Linked DNA regions of Rattus norvegicus: region 1 is linked to region 2. A link is a contact called in public Hi-C data. All regions are on one chromosome and are shown on one strand. The core of a region is the stretch at or near the end of the contact, and the rest is flanking DNA. Distances in the headings are between cores, read along the strand shown. Region 1 holds the start of Luc7l3-ps2 (LUC7-like 3 pre-mRNA splicing factor, pseudogene 2). Region 2 overlaps Mob3b (MOB kinase activator 3B).

The links. Hi-C and Micro-C count contacts between places; a contact is called where the count stands out from the background.
Region 1: a Hi-C map of liver shows a contact between it and region 2, with 2.4 times the contacts expected there. The contact joins the promoter of Luc7l3-ps2 here to the enhancer-like site in region 2. A contact is called at or near these places in 3 of 12 Hi-C or Micro-C datasets (the A7r5 cell line, Schwann cells and liver).

Annotation. Positions count from the first base shown.
Region 1 is chr5:54,448,430-54,451,129 of GRCr8, forward strand. Luc7l3-ps2 (LUC7-like 3 pre-mRNA splicing factor, pseudogene 2) reads left to right here and starts at 1,276. Exons shown (of 1, transcript XM_063288524.1): 1 at 1,276-2,700. The coding sequence starts at 1,420. The region is part of intron 2 of Mob3b (MOB kinase activator 3B); the gene reads right to left.
Region 2 is chr5:54,345,639-54,348,338 of GRCr8, forward strand. All of the region lies in intron 3 of Mob3b (MOB kinase activator 3B), which reads right to left. Among named protein-coding and RNA genes, the nearest start is that of Cga, 64 kb to the left of the region's middle. Within about 2 kb of position 1,278, at least 5 of the 93 cell types and tissues checked have an H3K27ac peak or open chromatin away from gene starts, as enhancers often do. A contact at or near this core is called in liver, where this site is marked.

The DNA.
Region 1 (2,700 bases), core at 26-2,525, 100 kb after region 2:
AGCATTCTTTTCTTCCAAGTTCCTACAAGATAATCCACTAAGCTCTTAACACTCAATGGCTTTTCTAGCCCAAAGTTCCAAAGTCCTTCCACAATCCTCCCCAAGACAAGATGATCATGTCTGTTCCAGAAATACCCCACTATCCTTGTACCAACCTCTGCTCTAGCTAGGGTTACTATTGGTGTGATCAAATACCAAGACCAAAGAAACTTAGGGAGGAAAGGGTTTATCTGACATACCCTTCCACATTCTTGTTCATTATGAAAGGACTTAAATTGGGGAGGAACCTGGAGGCCCTAGCTGAAGTAGAGACCATAGAGAAATGATGTTTACTGACTTGCTCAGCCTGTTTTCTTATAGAACTCAGGACCACCAGCTGAGAGGTGGTACCACCTAAAATTGGTCCTTCCCTCCCACATCAATCACTAATTAATAAAATGCTCGGCAGGCTTGTCAACAGCTGATCTATTTGAGGCAATAGCTGAGTTGATATACCCTCCTCTCAGATGACTCTAGTTCGTGTCTAGTTGACATCAAACTATGCAACATAGTGGGCATTTCTCAATAGAAGATTTGCAAGCTACTAACAGGCAACGAAAAAAAAAAAGCAAGACAGATATAGTATGTGCATATTTAATCAATAAATATCCAAGCAGATGCTTGAATAATGAAAACGTGACATATGTACACAATAGAATATTTCCCAGTCTTTAAAAAGAAGGAAATTGGGACTGGAGAGATATGTCAGTGGTTCAGAGCCCTTATTGCTCTTGTAGAGGCCTGGGATTCTGTTATCCAGCATCCACATGGCAGCTCAAAACCAATCGAAACTCCAGCTCCAGCATATGACATTTTCTTCTGGTCTCTGTGGACTCCTACACGCATGTGCACATAAACTCATGCAGTCTCACACACATACATATAAGTCAAAACAAGTCTTAAAAGACAATCTTAACTAGGTGTGATAATACACATTCGTTATTGTTTGTTGTTGTCAAATCACTTGGAAGGCTGAAGTGGGACTGGCCTGCAATCCAGGTCAACTTGGAATTCCAGGTCAACCTGGCCTACACATGGAATCAATCAAGGCCCCCCCCCCCTCTTTCTCTCAATCTGAAATGCATGAATCCTGTATGAACTGAGCTGAGCACAAAAAGGCAGATTATCTCACAAGTGGAATCTAAAAAGCTAAGGAGAGAGTAGAATGGAAGTTATCCGAGCTAGTGAGAGATTTCATTCCCAAGGACACAAAAATTTCAGCTAAAGAAACAGAAGATAATTTTTGTCTTATCGGCTCCTCTTTGGAAGAGGCTTTTCGGCTTGAGAGTGGGCCGAGGGGTTAGTTCGGCGGCCGAGTGGCTGGTGGTTTTCGTTGGTGGGTGCTAGGGCTGGTGTGAGCAGCCGCCCAGAGGAAGCACCATGATTTCGGCCGCGCAGTTGTTGGATGAGTTAATGGGCCGGGACCGAAACCTGGCCCCGGATGAGAAGCGCAGCAACGTGCGGTGGGACCACGAGAGCGTTTGTAAATATTATCTCTGTGGTTTTTGTCCTGAGGAATTGTTCACAAATATCTGTTCTGACCTTGGTCCATGTGAAAAAATTCATGATGAAAATCTAAGAAAACAGTATGAGAAGAGTTCTTGTTTTATGAAAGTTGGCTATGAGAGAGATTTTTTGCGATACTTACAGAGTTTACTTGCCGAGGTCGAGCGTAGAATTGGGTGAGGTCATGCTCGTTTGGCATTATCTCAAAATCAGCAGTCTTCTGGGGCTGCTGGTCCAACAGGCAAAAATGAAGAAAAAATTCAGGTTCTGACAGACAAAATTGATGTGCTTCTACAGCAGATTGAAGAGTTAGGATCTGAAGGAAAGGTAGAAGAAGCCCAGGGAATGATGAAATTGGTTGAACAGTTAAAGGAAGAGAGAGAATTGCTAAGATCTACAACCTCGACTATAGGAAGTTTTGCTGCCCAAGAAAAACAGATGGAAGTCTGTGAAGTGTACGGAGCCTTTTTGATAGTAGGAGATGCCCAGTCCCGGGTAGATGACCATTTGATGGGGAAGCAACACATGGGCTATGCCAAAATTAAAGCCACTGTGGAAGAATTAAAAGAAAAGTTAAGAAAAAGAACAGAGGAACCCGATCGGGATGAACGTCTCAAAGAAGAGAAGCAAGAAAGAGAGGAAAGAGAAAAAGAGCGGGAGAGAGAAAGGGAAGAACGGGAAAGAAAAAGACGAAGAGAAGAGGAAGAAAGAGAAAAAGAAAGAGCTCGTGACAGAAAAAGGAGAAAGAGAAGTTGTTCATGGAGTAGACACTCAAGCCGAACTTCTGACCGGAGATGCAGCAGGTCTCGGGACCACAAAAGATCACGGAGTAGAGACAGAAGCCGAAGCAGAAGTAGAGATCGACGAAGAAGCAGAAGCCATGACAGATCAGAAAGAAAACATAGATCTCGCAGTCGAGATCGAAGACGGTCAAAAAGCTGAGATCGAAAGTCCTATAAACACAGGAGCAAAAGTCGGGACAGAGAACAAGATAGAAAGTCCAAGGAGAAAGAAAAGAAGGGATCCGATGATAAAAAGAGTAGTGTGAAGTCCAGTAGTCGAGAAAAACAAAGTGAAGACACAAACCCTGAATCGAAGGAAAGTGACACTAAGAATGAGGTCAATGGGACCAGTGAAGACATTAGATCTGAAGGT
Region 2 (2,700 bases), core at 28-2,527:
GTCTCTCTGGAACTCTTCCTCATGTTGAATCCTCTCTTTCTCTCCCTCCTCCTCTGGCTGGCTGATGTGCTGTCCTATTCTTTCTATTGACTAGCCATTGGCCTTTCCAGATTTCATTGGCAAGGCAGAGACTAAATAGTGATCCTTGTTTACACAAACATGAGACAGGAGACTCTTAAGCCTTACAATGCTGTGTCTAGAATGTCAGATAGTAGGATTGGGGAACCAGCATTTGAATAATAGAAGGGTAGACTTAGAGTAACACTATGCCTACGGAAAAGCCTTTCATTTCTGCTCTTTGGATCATCCCAGGCAAGATCCTATGGGCTCTGCTGGCTGTTTGTCCTTGCATCCCCAGTGCCTGATAATCAGGGTCAATATGTGTTTGCGTAATCAAGTAACACATGGGTTCTCGGTCTCGTCATCTGTACAATGTACTGTGTTACTGAGTGGATCAAGGGAAGGTTAAATACATTACTATATGCATAGACTTAGCACATCTTAATTCCCTTCTCTGATCCTTTTCTATAGATGTGGTTTCAGAAACATGGACATGACATCAGTCACCCCTTGCTGGCAGGAAGTGGTTTGGGAAGAGTTTTCTGTTAATATCCACTCTGACATGGATCTGAAATGTAGAGGTAGAGGGATGTTGCTATGCAGGAGCAGAACACTCTTGACTGTAGCAAGGTGTGGTCAGCAAAGACAAATCAGAAAGAACCGTGCACCTTCTGCGAGGAGAGGAAATAACCACAGCAAACACAAGAGAAACCTACTGTTCCCACCTCAAGTTTCCAGTGGTTCCTGTGAACTGAGCACAGTGGTACAACAACTGTAATCCCAATATCTGGGGGGTGGGTGGGGGGTGGGTGGGAGTGGCGACTGAGGTTACCCTGGGGTTTAAAGAAGCAAGGACATGAAGATCAAAAACTAAAAGGTCCTTGTATTCTGAGTTAATGCTTGACAACAGATTGTGTATTTGAGAGGAAGAGGCTAAACAGGACTTCAGGTTTATAATTAACTCTAAATCGACTATGTGCAATGGATCAGTGCTCTGAAAGAAAGGAAGGGACTTTAGATAATAGCCCACCGAGGGCTCAGTGCATTGGGCAGCTGTGTCATTGTGTACATAGAACTCTGAGAGGGAACCACAACTGTCCGGCAAGAGTCTAGTCTCGGAGCTAAACTGGTTTCTATGAGGTGAACGACAGCCTGAGCAGAGAGAGGTTGTAAGAGGCCGAGGTCTCCCCTGCTCTTACGTGCTGCTCTGCAGGAGCGGCCCGCAACCCCTGGCTGCAGCCCTGAGAGATGAATGTGCACTGTACCGGAACTGTATAGGAACTGTACCGGAACTGTACCGAACCGTACCGGAACTGTACCGGAACCATACGGAACTGTACCAGAACTGTACCGGAACCGTACCAGAACTGTACCGGAACTGTACGGAACCGTACCGGAAATGGGGGAGGTTGGAAAAAGAAGGGTGACTCACTAAAGCCACACGGAGAGGGGCAGGTGTGGGATCCAAGCAAGCCCATGTGACTGTGAAGACCAGGGCTTTCCACATGGCATGGGCTGTAGCTGAAAACCTCTGAATCAGGAATAGATAGGCTCTTGAGTGATAACTTGGGAATGCATTGACTTATATATTAATTATAAATGGTTGCAGGTAATTCCTGAGTTTTCAAAACTGCTTGATTCAGCTAGGCTGATATCAATTTGAGTTATTAGTTGACACAGAGAAAAGCGTTAGGACAGTTAAGCTTAACACAGAAGAGTGTTTTTTTGTTTGTTTTTTTTTTTTTTTGAAGAGTGGGGGGGGAGAGAGAGAGAGAGAGAGAGAGAGAGAGAGAGAGAGAGAGAGAGAGAACACATCCAAAGTGCCTGAGTTAGGCTGTGAGGAGTTAGTAGTGGGGCTTTCTGCACCACGGTATGAGCCCCAACAGGCAGAAGAAAAACTGTTTCTGAGATGCATCTTTAATTCCTACAAGGAAACATGTTTTTAATGACAGCCCACAAACTGAAGGTCACTGTTCTTGGATCTAACCTTTGAAAATGTATAGGTATGGCCTGGTAAGACGGCTCACAGGTTAGAGTGCTGCCACCCCTGAAAAACGTTGTGGTCAGGACTCACATTAGTGGAGGAGAGAACTGACTCGCTCAAGTTGTCCTCTGACGTCCACACGCATGCCAGGCACAGGCCCTCTTTTCCTCTGACTGGGTTCCCCATCCAGCCTGAATGAGGGGATGTGTCTGGTCTTATTGCGCTGATATGCCATGTTTCCCTGATATCGCTGGGAGGCCTGCCTTTTCTGAAGGGAGAGGGGAGGCTGGAGGGTGGGGGTGGGGGTTGGGAGGAGAGGAGGAAGGGAAAACTGAGGTAAGGATGAGAGAATTTAACACACACACACACACACACACACACACACACACACACACACACACACACACACACACACGGCGGGGGGGGGGGCGCTCCAAGGCTGTATTCTACTTCTTTGCCACTTGGTGGCGCCATCAAACCATTTAAAGAGATTTTTCTCACATCACACTTTTCCTCACTGAACCCTCCTGAAGGCTAATCTAGTTTACCCAAAACCATTCATTCCTTCATTCCTTCCTCAAGGGGAGCAGGCTCAGTGTCTTTCTCACAGAGTGGAATGTAATATGTATAAGTCAGGTTACCAAAACCTGAAGAAC